Linked DNA regions of Mus musculus: region 2 is linked to region 1. A link is a contact called in public promoter capture Hi-C data. All regions are on one chromosome and are shown on one strand. Each heading gives the region's core, a stretch centred on a gene start, on an enhancer-like site or on the middle of the called end of the contact. The rest is flanking DNA. Distances are from core to core; before and after follow the strand shown. Region 1 has its middle 6.2 kb from the start of Gm33742. Region 2 overlaps Ypel2 (yippee like 2).

Region 1 (3,149 bases), core at 620-3,119:
ATTTGCTTAAACCTAGGGCCTCCTAGGAAAGGCACCTTCCTGCATGCTTAGAGGTAACCATGGAAACTGGCTGCCTTTATCAGATTAACTAAAGGCAAGTTGGTAACACTCCTGACTGTCGACAAAGAGAACAAAGACTTTGTGAGCCATATTAAGTGACATCCATGCTCCAGGCTTGGAGTTGAATATTTGCATTCCCTGAGAGTTGACACCCAGTTCTATTTAGAGACCCCTTTCTCTTAGACCTTGTGCTTCTGGGGGGAGGGGAGAGGGAGTCCTGGGGGCTTGGAACATTCTCCACTGTAAATGGAACTAACCCCCTTCACTGTCCTCTGGCTTCCTGGGAGTGCCCCTGTTTACGAGAGCTCTAAATATGAGATTTTTATTGGAAAGCTCCCCACAACTTCAGCTTTTCTGAGGCTAGGGTTAGCAAACCAGGACTTAGATTGGTCAGAGGCAATGAGGAACGGGGTACCTCTTTAGAAAAAAGGGATTCATTAGTCTGCAAGGCTACTGACCCAAATACCACGAGCTGATTGGCTTCAATAGCAGAGTTGTATCGTCTCTTAGATCTGGAATCCAAAAGTCTGAAATCAAAGTTCCGTCTGGGTGGGTCTCTTCTGAGGGCCAAGAGGAGCTGTTCCCTTCCTCTTCATAGCTTCTGGGGTTGCTGGTGAGCTGTGGCACCCCTTGGCATATGGATGTTCCCTTCTTTTCTCTGCCTTCCTCCTCACACGATATTCTCTGTGTGTGTCTGAATTTCTTTTTTGGTTTTAAATTAAATTTTATTTTATCATTCTGTGTGCAAGAGTGTCTTGCCTGCATGTATGCCTGTGGACCATGTATATCCCTGGTGCCCACTAAGGCCAGAAGATATCACTGGATCTCCTGGAATTGGAGTTATCAACAACTGTGAGCTGCCATGTGGGTGGTGGGAATTGAACTCAGGTCCTCAGGAAAAGCAGCCAGTGCTCTTAACCACAGAGCCATCCGACCTTCTGAGAACAGGGACACCTTCATGATGCCTGAACCATTTTCGTCTATAACAGCTATATTTCCAAATCGGGACATGTAGTGGGTTGCTGGGGCTTAGGAATTTTACATGTGATCTGGAGAGAGTAGCCTTCAAGCCCAAGGAAAGGGGTATAGGCAGAGAAAGACCCCTCTATGACACCTGTCCTCTTATTTGTTTTGAGACAGGATTTTGCTATGTAACCTAGGCTGCCTTAGAATTCACCAGTCTTCTACCTTTGGTTTCTGACTGCTGGGATTGTAGGTGTATGCCATCATTCCTGGCCTGGCTTGATTCTTAAATATCAAGCCTTCTTGAATTTCTCCCTACTGAACTCCGTCACAGGGAGCCCTTGATATTCTGGGCTGTGCCTTTTATCCCAGCATGAGGCTTGCCCAGTTACATGCTCCCCATCAGGGATGTATTTCCATCTTTAGCTCCCACCCCCTCCCAGACTGTAGGCCCCCACTTTTTAAAAGCTGTTCTGCTACTGTGACTTGACCCCAGGGCTTGATATATGCTGGACAAGTACTCAGACGCTGAGCTACATCCCCAGCCGTCCGTATCCCTGTCCTAACACACTGTTCTGCAAGCCTGAGCAGACTGTCTCCGAGTGGAGCGTGCTCTTCTCGGAACAGGCTTTGCCTGGCTGCGTGGAGCTAGTCTGGGTGCTTGTCTTGCTGTGCGCTAACCTTTGTAGATAGTGGAGCAAGCCATGCTCCATCCTCAGGGAAACCAGTGGTGCTGGAAGCTCACAGAAGTGGGGCCAAGAAACCTGCACTTAGATGCATGTAGGCAAAGGGACGCTGCAGAACTCAGGTAAGCAGAGTTACAGTGCAACCTGGTGGAGGTAAGGGGGGTTACTCTTGCCACAGAAAAGCCTGCGGGTGAGTCCAACCCTAGAGAGACGCAGGGACAGTCTGGGTGGTTAGGAACCTGGAATTTGCCCTCTAAACCTCGACTTCTGCATCCATAAAATGAAACATATAAGGAAATTTATTTGGAGACATTTTTGAGAGCACTGAATGAATACTAGCATATGGCCTTAGCCTCATGCCTGGTACAAATAATACATTGGTTTCTTTCTCCCCATGAGGACTGCTTTTGGTACATGCCACCTTTTACTGCTTCCACAAGCAAACCGATAAAAATTAGGTAAACTGTGGGGAAATGATAAAGTCAGATATGATGATACGATGACATATACCTGTATATTCCCCAGCAGAAGAATCAGGAGTTTGAGGCCAGCCTCAGCTACATAGTAAGTCTGAGGGCAGTGAATCTCAAAACAAATAAACAAAAAGAGGCAGAGACCAGCTGGGGAGGTGGTTCAGTTTGGTAAAGTATTTGCTAAACAGATGTGAGGGTCTGAGTTCGGATCCCTAGCACCCACTTAAAAAGTCAAGCGTGGTAGCACCTGTCTGAAATCTAGGAAGGAAGACACAGACGGATCCTTGGAGTTCATTGGCCAGTGAGTCTTAATGGATGGGTGAGGTGTGGGTTCAGGAAGAGACACAGTCTCAAAAAAGAAAGTGGAGGGGGTTGGAGAGATGACTCAAAGGTTAAGAGCACTGCCTGTGTTTCCCAAAGACCTGCCTGGTTCAATTCCCAGCACCTACAGCCATCTGTAACTGCAGTCCCAGGGGATCCAGTGCCCTCTTCTGGACACTGTGGGAACTTCATGTACATGGTGTAGAGGCCTGAATGGCAAAAAAAAAAAAAAAAAAAACCCTAAACAAACAAACAAACAAACAAAAAAGCAAAACAAAACAAAAAACCTCATACACATAAAGTAAAATTGGGGGTAGGGGGAGGAACCATGAAGGACCCCAACATGGACCTCTAGCCAGTATACTCATCACGTGCTCACTCGCACACGTAACTCCTCACACACAGGAGGAGGGGGCTGCTTTGGGCTATTTCTACACAGTAGAATGCTTGGCTTCTGACTGTTGATCCATGACAGGAGCTGTCAATTTGCCGTCCACCCTGAGGTTTCTAGCAGCAATCCTGGCATGCACAAGTATCTTTTCCTCCCTCCACAAAGAAAGGGGGCATCTGTGCATCTCTGAGATTTTAACACTAGGCTAGAACTGGGTCCTCTTGAGTGCTAACAATTATCCTACACACTTCCTAA
Region 2 (3,144 bases), core at 522-3,021, 99 kb after region 1:
ACCTGTCTATTCCCTGGAGGCGTTCCCACTTGCCTACCTTCCCAGCAGAGCTGGGAGTGTTAATTAACACCTGCATCATGCTTTGAAGATTAAATTATTTAGAGAAATGGGGGAGGAAGACAAATAAAATAAGCTCTTCCTTGCTGGACTGTCTGGGATCCATCTGGACTTAAGAGAAAACCTGTGAATTATAATGTTCTTTTTCCTCTAAATCCACTAAAAGCAAGTCTTCCATGAAAGGCTGCATACCCTGTCCCCACCAACCTGCCTTTCATTCTTTCCACACCAGCCTTTGGGGCTCTCAACCTTTCGGAGTGGATAATACCACTGCCTAGCACTATAATGAAGACAAGAGTGGCTACTAGCCCTTATACGTCTCCACAGCACCCTTGAGCCAAGTAGGCTCCAAGTGTAACACACATCTCTCATGTGACTTGTCTAATTTCTAAAGGGATTCAGATTCAAACCCACAGGGGCCAGGGCACAATGTCTTCCCTGCTCAGTCTCCCACCTGTTCAGGATGAGGAATTGGGTTACACAGAGAAATGCTGGCAGGAGGCAGAGGTGGGAAATGACACCATACACTGTGCCTCAGAGTTAGGCACAGCCACAGCGGATGCCTTGGATCCCAAGCTGGCCTGCAGTGAGCAAAGGCTCAAAGGTGAAAGGGCTAAGTTACCATTCCCTGCCCTTCCACTGGGTTTCCTGGCACGTGCTCAATATTTCCAACACCCCAATTCTGCTGCTAGCAAGGACAAAAATTCCAGAAGGGGACATAGAGACATGGAAGCAGCATTCAGCCGAAGTTCACACCAAATGCCGCTGTTTTATTAGACGGTGGGAGTTCTTTTTGTTTGGTCTGGGTTTTGTTTGTTTGCTCTCTTCATAGCCCAAGCCGGCCTGGAACTTCTTGCCTCTGTTCCCTAGAGCTGGGATTAGAAGTGTGCAACACCATTACCAGCTGTCTAAGCCAGATGCTAAGTCCACAGCCGGGGCTGCCCGGTGGCCAGGATGAGCAGCACCGAACCCAGGTCTTACACAAACAGCAGCTCGAGAAAGGAAAGCAATGGCTCGGGCGGCCTTTCTGCTTTAGAGAGGCCACGCGGTGTGTTTTCTTAAGCACGCAGGCAGCCTCTCAATTATGCATTTCCCTGGAGTAGAATTATTTCTTTTCTCACCGCTCCTCTGTAGGAAGCCTAAAAAAAAGCAGAGGTTCCTGGTTATGCCCTGAATTCACAAACACTGAATTCACAGCTCTGTCTACAGAATAAAGATCTGTGGCATCTTAAGTACTGAGTAAGTCACATAGACCGGCGTAATGTGCCTCACCAAGACTGAGCTACCATATAAGTAATGGCCCAGGCTGCAAGGTACTGAAAAACCCTGAAAAGAATTGGGCCATGGGTGGGTTTGGTTTTGAGACGGGACCCTACATGACTTTGGCTGGCCTGGGACTTGCCAGGTAAATTAGGCTGGCCTTGAACTCAGAGATTCAAAAGGTTTGGAATTCTGAGCAAGTGGATTAAAGGTGTGTCCTGTCACGCCCTGAATTATTCCTCTTTAGTAATTTCACAAGCATCCTAAAAAAGGGACTTCTTTGGGGAAGGGAGACAAGCAGGTAGAAAGTATTAGTAGTTCTGGGTTCAAACTGGTCCAGACAAGCTGGAAAGACCTAGAAGAAAGGCAAGAATGGTAGTGAGACCAGGCCAGAGACAGCAGCAGTTAAGAGCATGCACTGCTCTGGCACAGGCAGCTGCAAGCACCCACAGCAGATGGCTCACAGCAGCCTGCAACCCCAGCTTCAGAGGATCCGATGCCTATGACCTCAGCGCTTGCACACCCACGTGCATGCTTCTCCTCCTTCTAAAATAAAACACCTTGCAAGGATGTCAAGGCAGTGGCAAGAGGCATTCTGTATCCAATGGGAAACCACAGGCCAAATAGAAAACAAAGATCAATACCAGACCTGATGAAGAGGGGGAAGGAAATCAACTAACCAGCCAGCGTTCCTCCCATCTGTAGCAGTCAGGGTTCTTAAGTAGCAAAGCCGACATGGGATTGGAGGGGCTCAAAGGATCTGGTCCAGCTAGCCCTACATTGGCCATCTACTCACAGATGGGCCAAGAATCCAGGAGACATTCAGAGGCAAATGTCTCGGCTGACCTTCTGCCTATGCCACACCTTTCTATGGGCTTTTCCAGCAGGCGTGGATCCAGATTAAATCGGGTCTTCCCATTTTCAAATTAAGAAAAATTCCTAGCTGGGTGGTGGTAGCACATGCCTTTAATCCCAACACTTGGGAGGAGGGTGTGGCAGACAGGGGGATGGGGACAGGCTGGATCTCTGTGAGTTCAAGGGAGTTCCAGAATAGCCAAAGCTACACAAGAGAAATCCTGTCTGGCCAAAAGAAGAGAGAAAAGAGAAGGGAAGAGAGAAGAGAGAGAAAAGAGAAGGGAAGAGAGAGAAAAGAAAAAAAAAAGAGACCCCTCACAGGTATACCTAGTCACTTGGGTTTTAATCCCAGATATAGTTGACAACCAAGAGCAGCCATCACATCATTTAAGGGAGATTTAAATTGCTTAATTTTCAATAAAGAGAATTGCATTGATTTTCCTGAGGAGGAAGGAATTATGCATGCAGGGTCACAGAACTCAGCACGTTTTAATTTCTGAACTTTGGTCCCTGCTAATGGTGGCATGGCATGCATGGAATCAAGAGTCCAACCTGTTGAGCATTTTGTGAAGTCCAATTGATTTCCAACGATAATCAAAAGCCTCGGGGCTTATGTACAATTTAAACAGCATTTTAAGTGAACTAATAATCTACGGTAGAGACTAAAGGGAGACTTTTCTACCAGCAGCAGCTGGCTCATGCTGCTCGCTTCAGAAAGAAAATGAGCAGTATTATGATTAAAAATAAAGATCTTAGCTATATCACAACCTCGAGAGCCAACGGCATGGGGGACACACGCTGAGCCTGGCGGCCCCTCCTGACTGACAGGCCATTCCCACGGGGAGTCACAGTAGACACTGAAATTCAAAACCGAACCTCCCAGGTGTCACTGGGAAGAGTGGCATGTACTCGTTAGTTAAGCCATAAGGAACCTGAGAGGTGACCTGGAAGCCAGGCGGCACCGCACAACAG

The links. Capture Hi-C pulls out chosen DNA fragments and counts their contacts.
Region 2: a promoter capture Hi-C map of pancreatic islet shows a contact between it and region 1. The contact joins two enhancer-like sites. A contact is called at or near these places in 1 of 15 datasets of contacts at CTCF or cohesin (the NIH/3T3 cell line), 1 of 484 Hi-C or Micro-C datasets (bone marrow-derived macrophages), 5 of 115 datasets of contacts at active chromatin or transcription factors (embryonic basal ganglia, embryonic stem cells, extraembryonic endoderm stem cells and 1 more) and 3 of 9 other capture datasets (adipose tissue, liver and pancreatic islet).

What each region holds. Positions count from the first base shown.
Region 1 is chr11:86,873,257-86,876,405 of GRCm38.p6, forward strand. No RefSeq gene overlaps it. Among named protein-coding and RNA genes, the nearest start is that of Gm33742, 6.2 kb to the left of the region's middle. Within about 2 kb of position 1,870, at least 23 of the 459 cell types and tissues checked have an H3K27ac peak or open chromatin away from gene starts, as enhancers often do. A contact at or near this core is called in pancreatic islet, where this site is marked.
Region 2 is chr11:86,972,815-86,975,958 of GRCm38.p6, forward strand. All of the region lies in intron 1 of Ypel2 (yippee like 2), which reads right to left. Among named protein-coding and RNA genes, the nearest start is that of Gm51915, 8.3 kb to the right of the region's middle. Within about 2 kb of position 1,772, at least 37 of the 459 cell types and tissues checked have an H3K27ac peak or open chromatin away from gene starts, as enhancers often do. A contact at or near this core is called in pancreatic islet, where this site is marked.